2 separate regions of the Mus musculus genome follow, and region 1 is linked to region 2. A link is a contact called in public HiChIP or PLAC-seq data. All regions are on one chromosome and are shown on one strand. The core of a region is the stretch at or near the end of the contact, and the rest is flanking DNA. Distances in the headings are between cores, read along the strand shown.

Region 1 (3,693 bases), core at 1,119-3,618, 930 kb after region 2:
GTACTCGGGGAGGGCTGAAAACAATCCCTGACTCGATCTCAGAAATGATGAGCTCCTGGAACCTTCTCAATCCTGGGAAAGATGGATCTTGAAACATTTTTCTTTTAAGATCTGAGGAATCCAGCCTAGGCCCTTGGACATCATAGTCATGTGATCTAGTACTTAGCTTCTTCCATCTGTCTGTCTGTCTGTCTCTCTACCTACCTCTAACGATCAATCGATGTACCTATCTGTCTGTCTGTCTATCTATCTAGCCATCCTTCTGCCCCTTTATTGTTGTTGTTACCTTGAGACAGGGTAGCCCAGGTTGATCTTGAACTCACAACCCTCCTCCAGCCTCCTGAGTGCTGTATTACAGACGTGAGCAGACTTTGTAGAGGGCAGTGAACCACTGGTGAGGCCCTTATGACTCTTTATGGTTGTGCTGTCCCCATGGCTGGTTGGAATGCTCTATTCCAAGAAAGCTCTCCTCAGCAAGAGGGCATGAGTGAGGGCAGGCCTTGGCCATGCAGGTGAACTTTGTCCCATCCACTTCTGCCTGCTACCTTTGGGCTGCTGCGGGGGGCCTCAGGCCTTCCCATGGGCACTCTCTGCGGGTCCTCACCCCAGGCTCATTTGCCGGTACAGAGAGACCCTACGATCAGGGAAGGCAGCTGTGCAGCTGCCTCCACCCTCTCTTGTCTGTGCGGGTGAAGGCAGGGCCAATCTTTTGTTGCCACCAAATATGCCTAAGTGAGCGCAGTTCTGAGCTTGCAAACGCAGCCCTGTAGATAAACAGCTGACGTCTCCTGAATCCTGCTTGACAGAGCCTGCCTCATAAGAATGATGAGAATGATGACAAAGCTCTTGTCAGATACACACAGAACCGAGCGAGTCCCCACCACGTCTAGCTAAACGGTTTTACTGAGAGCTAAAGTAAGCACTCGCCAGCCCAGATGTGGATGCAGGACTCAACTCCAGGGAGCCCAGTTTATCTTATCTAAGGCTGCCTCCAGACCTCAACAATTGCTGCCCCGCCCCCATGGGAGGCAGCTGACTCTGGTCAGTTTTTCTGGACTTTTGTTATTCAAGAGACCAAGGAAGAGTGGGTGAGATTGTAGTGAGATTTCCTAAGGATAAAAGAGTTGGTCCCACAAGGTGGGTGGGGATTGGGGACAGGAGTGGAGGTGCCTTAGAGAGTTAGAAAGAGCCAGATTAAAGGTGTCAAGAGGAACTATTAACCGAAATAGGAACAGAGAGAAGGTGGCTTAATTTCAGTGTGTGTGTGTGTGTGTGTGTGTGTGTGTGTGTGTGTGTGTGGTCACACCTTGGAGAGCCTCTTTGGTTTGGAACCTGTTTCCATTCCCTGTGACTCCAGGATGGGAGGTTTTAATTTTAATTTCTTACCTCCCGGAATGCAAAGATGGAGCTGCTTTTGTTTTGGTCACACTCAGAGCCATTGCTATTGGAAGCAAAGGTGTAGTTACCGGTTTCCTCCCAGATCCTCCGGTACACGTACTGCGCTGTCAGCGGGATGGTCAGAGTCATAGCAAACGCGTTCAGGAGAATGGCGGGCTCTATGAATGAAATCTTCATATTGCTCAAGTGGGCAGATCGAGTCTATTGCAGAGCGGGAAGCGGGAGGAGAGAAACGGGGCGAGTGTGGGGGGGGGGGATAGAAATCATCAGTTGATTTTTTATCCCAGAGGCTAAATTCTCAAAAGTGGGGAAGTTGGAACAATGTGTCATAAACAAACATTAGCAAGCAAAAAGAGTTCCAGATTTCTGAGAGAGTGCCCTTGCCGGGAGAGGGTACCCTAGTTCTCTCCGAGGAGCAGGGACTAAGTCAACCTCCGCCCCCGACTCCGCTTAGCTAATGCTCACAGTGCTGAGCAGAACAGCACCGGCCGGTTCCCATAAGGTAAACAATGAAGTTACCCGGGGACCCGGAGGTTATGTAATTACTATTATTTTGGCTGCAGGTTAAGGGCCTTGTAAAAAGCAGCTCCCGATCGGAAGGGGAGTTTAGTTTCTGTTTTCGTTTTTAAAACTCACCCCACGGTTACAGTTTTCCTGCTAGGCTAGGCACAGGTGGGACCGTAGTCGGGACTGTGTTCTCCGTTACCCAGTGCGGGGCGTAGCGCCCCCGGGTTTTCAGCACGGTTCGCCAGCTGGGAAGAGCCAAAGGAAGGGGCAGCGAGGTGGAGCTAGACCGCAACAGGGGGACGTCCCTTGGGACGGGACACTCGAGCCCTGTTAGAAGGCAAAGAGAAATAAGCGCACCTCCCGGACTCTGTTGGCCCTGGACTCAGTCCCCGCCGCTCCCCGCGCCGCCGCACTCTTGGTCTTTGGGCCCTAGTGGTGACTCGGCCGCCGAGCATCATCACTCTGCCAAGAGCTGGCAATCTTCGGCCGGAGCTGTCACCCGCTTCCCTAGCTCGCTTGTGATTGGGTATGGCGGCCGGCGCCCCCGTAGCGATTGGTCTAGCGCAGTGTCATTCTCTTGCACCCGCCCCCGAAGGTTCAGCGGCTGAATCTCCCCGAGTTGCTGGGCAAGTTGGGTGATCCCGGCAGCTCTGCGAAGGTTCTGCTAAGCGTATCTGGATAGGATTATTGGTTTTCGCTGAAGCGCCGTGGAGTCATAGGTATCTGGATCGAGAGTTCGAGACTAGCCCAACGATATAACAAGACTCCTGTCCAAAGCAGATAATGATAATAATAATAATGATAATAATGATGATAATAATAAGTGGTTGGAAACGTCATACGCTAGGGTTGCAGTTCACTGCAGCATTCCGGTGGACCCAGCAAGCGTCTGCACAAGCAATGTGAGAGAGAAGACACTGAAAGTTCATGAGAGGAGAAGAGTTCCGAGTAGGGGAGTTGTTGGCCTTGGGAAAATTTAAACGAAATATTCACTACATTTTACGTAGTCATTTATTTTATGTGTATGCCCACGCCGAGCAGAGGTCAGAAAATGGTGCTAGAATTTGTGTTACAGGCAGTTGTGAGCTGCCCTGAGAGCGTAGAAACGGAACCCAGAGCAGTAAGTGTTCTTCATTAGTGAGCTTCTCTCCAGCCACCCCTGCTGAGTTGCGGGGGAGGGGATTGTTAAATCTCTCTGAAAGTCGGCTCTTTCTCTGTTGAGAAGATGTAAGTAAGTCTCACAAAGCCATGGCAACACCCTAGACAGTAGGACCGCCGCTAATGGCCGCCAACGCGCACAGCTGGAGCACACCTGCAGCTGATAGGGGGTTACTTCCTGAGGAAGAGAAGCAAGCTGAGAGTTCTGTGATTTGGGGACCCGTCCAAAAAAGGAAGACCTTAGGCTGGAGTGGTTGCGTCAGGAAGTGGGGGACAATCCTGCAAATGCGCCTCTTACTCTTATCTAGAGATCAAGGTCAGATGTGGGCCAGAGCCTTATTGATAAAGGAGTAACACTCCAGACTATGGGCTATTTTTGCCCAGATGAGAGTACTGGTGCAATGCTCCTAACCACTGAACCACCCTCTCTCGAGGCAGATCTGGAACAGCTTCAGAGTGGGAAGGGCGGCTAAAGGAGCTGACTAGCAGAAAAGGATATTCTGTACTGGAGAGAAGGCGATCTGATGACTCTAGATAGCCACAGAGAGAATTGAGGAAGTAACTCTCAACATCGCACTCTTGACAGTTTCACAGCACTGTACAATCTTCATATGCCTAAAATAACAAACA
Region 2 (3,171 bases), core at 664-3,163:
AATAGAAAGCAAACTGGGCACACATATTACTATGTACCTACACACATACATACCATTAGCTTCACAGCCTGTGTGTAAAAGAACCACAAGTAAGGGTTTTACAAATGTAAAATTCTGAAGACTTCTGTAACACTAATCTACTTATTTCTCTAGTTTTGGTCAAACCAAAATCTCCAAGGTTCTCACTGTCTCAAACGGCAATGAGTGCCAAGTACAGCTCACACATGTTTTGATAATTCAAGGCCCCAGCAGAATATCAACTGCAACGTTTTATGGTTCCCACCGTCTTCTGCTCTTAAAACTTTTAATACAGGCAGGCAGTGGTGGCGCACACCTTTAATCCCAGCACTCGGGAGGCAGAGGCAGGTGGATTTCTGAGTTCAAGGGCAGTTTGGTCTACAGAGTTCCAGGACAGGAGGGCTACACAGAGAAACCCTGACTCGAAAAAAAACAAAAACAAAAAACAAACAAACAAAAAAACCTTTCAATACTTTTCTGCTAACATTCTTCAGTATGAACCCAATTAGAGTATCTCTAAGCTGTAATGTATTACAATGTTTTATTTTTAAAATTGCTACTTGAGTTCCAAACTTGAGTTTCCTAATACAATATCAACAACAACAGTAATAATAAATAATAAATTATGGCTTGTGATTAGTACGGGAGTTCCAATAATTTCTAAAGTGAGCCTAAACACACTAACACTATTCATCAGTGCAGCCTTCACAACACTAAAAATTATGAAACTGTATCAGTTAACTCGGAAACGTGTTGACTATGCTCACAGCCTACACTATCTAATACTAAGCAAAGATTCAGGGCCAGCCAGATGGCTCAGTGGGTAAGGGTGCTTGTGTGTCTGTCTGCCTGTCTGTCTGATGTGTCTGGGCACCCATGCCATGGTGCCAGTGTGGAGGTCAAAGGACAACCTTGTGGACTGAGTTTTCTCCTTCCACCTTTAGGTTCCAGACACTGAACTCTGCCTTGCCTACTGAGCAGCTCTTCAACCTAATGATACTGATTTCTTTTTTCTTTCCTTCTCTCTGAGACAGGATCTCACTATGGAGACCAGGCTGGCCTCCAATTCACAGATCAGCCTGCCTCTGCCTCTGCCTCCGAGGGATAAGGCTTTATTCCTGACGGGATATGGCCTGACGGGAGCTTATTTCTACCACTTATTTCTTTACTTTTTTTCTGAATCGTTACACTTCATAATCACAAGCTCACATTGACATATTGAGGGCTTATATTCACTCCCGAAGGAAAGGATGGGTTCTAGTAGAATCCATATTTTGCGAAAATGACGTTGGCTTCATCCTATGACTGAATTCTCTCACCTTCAATTCCGGAAGGAATTTCAAAAGTCCTGACACGGCGAGCGGTGCACGCCTTTAATCCCAGCACTTCGGAGGTAGAGGCAGGAGGATTTCTATAGGTTTGAGGTCAGACTGGTCTACCGAGTGCGTTTCAGGACAGCCAGAGATAAATAGTGAGACCCTGTTGCAAAAACATCAAAAATTAAAGGAAAAAAAAATCCCAAAACGCTCACAAGGGGTCCGCAGCAGACACGCCCACCAGGACGCCATGCCACCAGGATGCCAGTTGTCCTACGCCCCCACCTTGCCCCCCAAATCCGTGGAAGGAGCGTGCGCGCGCACACAAACAGCGAAACTGGCTAGGCTGGCGAGCAAGTGATTATTGGCAGCTCGGCAACTGGTCTCGACTCCGAAGGCTGGTGCTGCCGCCACCCCACGTCCACGGAGGGCTCTCTGCACAGAATGTTCCCAGGACATGCATTCCCACCTCAGCCCCGTCGCCAAGCCCTCACCTCAGCGTTACCTGGGCCGGGGTAGGCGAGCAGGAAGAACTAGCAGGTCCGTACCTGGACTCCGCCGGAGCACCGCGTCGGCTTCCGTAGCAGGCGGAACTTCCTGAGTCCCTTAAAGGGAGGGTGCAGCTGCGGCCTGCGGATTCCACTAATGGAATAAAGCCCTCCGACAAAAAAAAAAAAAAAAAAAAAAAAAAAAAAAAGAATCGTGCAGCAGGCCTGAGTGAAACTGAGAGATTTGCTACTAACCTGCTGCTCCAAAGGCCAAGTGAACGCTAAAATATAGAGTCCCTGGAACAGTCACTGCATCGCTTCCGCCAGTTACATTAATAATGTTGAATAATGCCTTCTACAGTGCTAGACAACTGCAGGGCGGTGTTAAACTATTGCCACCTGCGGATCTGGTTTAGTGGAAGCTCTAGCTGGGTAGCAGGGTGCAACCCTCGCTCTCAAGATTGCTCTCTTCTGAGAAAAAGAGATGGATTCAGGTTCGATTACTGTCAGAACTGGGAGAAATCATAACAGACCACCCACATGTGGGATGATTGACCGCATTGGCCAGAGTCAGGCAAGAGGATGGTCAGAAACTTCGAGCCCCTGGGTGTTGCACTTTCAGGCTATTGGGGCCCTGCACCCTTGTTACCAAGCTGTTGACTGTCCCCTACTTTGGCGTTAAGTCCCTGCTTTTCCCCATTCTTCAACAGGGAACTCCTTAGAGAAGCCGCTGAATGTCCCTCATTTACAGACTACGTGTCTATAACATATAATTTATACATCTTGTCTTGTTTAATCCTCACCAAATAACTCAATCAGGGTAATATCTGATTGCAACTATTACTGGTACATCAAAATACCATCCTTTTATTGCAGGTGAGGAACCTGGGTCATCCTTAAATAGCTTTAGAGCCGCATCCAAGTCTCCCTTTCTTCATCAGATCACAGCCTCTGGCCCATGAGCCTTGTATCTGTGACAGGCAAAAGCTGAAGCAATTCTTTATGATCCAAAGGCCAGGGCTGGGCTCTGCATGTCAGCCATTCCTAAGTGAAATGAAGAATTACAGATACTTTTTATTCTGCCAGCATTAGTCCTCCATGGGACGATAGAAGCATAGTTGTGCAAATAAAGTGTGGAGACCACCTCTTGGATAGACAGGTCCATAACAGTTGTAAGTGCTCACATTTGTGATAAAGTTTCCATAAGCACCACAGTTCTAAACACTTAGCCTGTATTGAGTTAGTTTAATCCTCAAGACACCCTCATGATACACTGCCATCACTACCCATTTTTAAAAAGATTTATTTATTCATTATATATAAGTACACTTCAGACACCCCAAAAGAGG

The links. HiChIP or PLAC-seq counts read pairs in DNA pulled down with a chosen protein or histone mark.
Region 1: a contact with region 2 is called in an H3K4me3 HiChIP or PLAC-seq map of bone marrow-derived macrophages, with 5 times the contacts expected there. The contact joins the promoter of Slc46a3 here to the promoter of Mtif3 in region 2. A contact is called at or near these places in 6 of 39 promoter capture datasets (the 3T3-L1 cell line, embryonic stem cells, liver and 3 more), 2 of 484 Hi-C or Micro-C datasets (B cells and CD4 T cells), 2 of 115 datasets of contacts at active chromatin or transcription factors (bone marrow-derived macrophages and thymic regulatory T cells) and 1 of 9 other capture datasets (adipose tissue).

The regions. Positions count from the first base shown.
Region 1 is chr5:147,892,447-147,896,139 of GRCm38.p6, forward strand. Slc46a3 (solute carrier family 46, member 3) reads right to left here and starts at 2,369. Exons shown (of 6, transcript NM_027872.4): 1 at 2,035-2,369; 2 at 1,387-1,599. The coding sequence starts at 1,575.
Region 2 is chr5:146,961,884-146,965,054 of GRCm38.p6, forward strand. Mtif3 (mitochondrial translational initiation factor 3) reads right to left here and starts at 1,914. Exons shown (of 4, transcript NM_001256102.1): 1 at 1,840-1,914.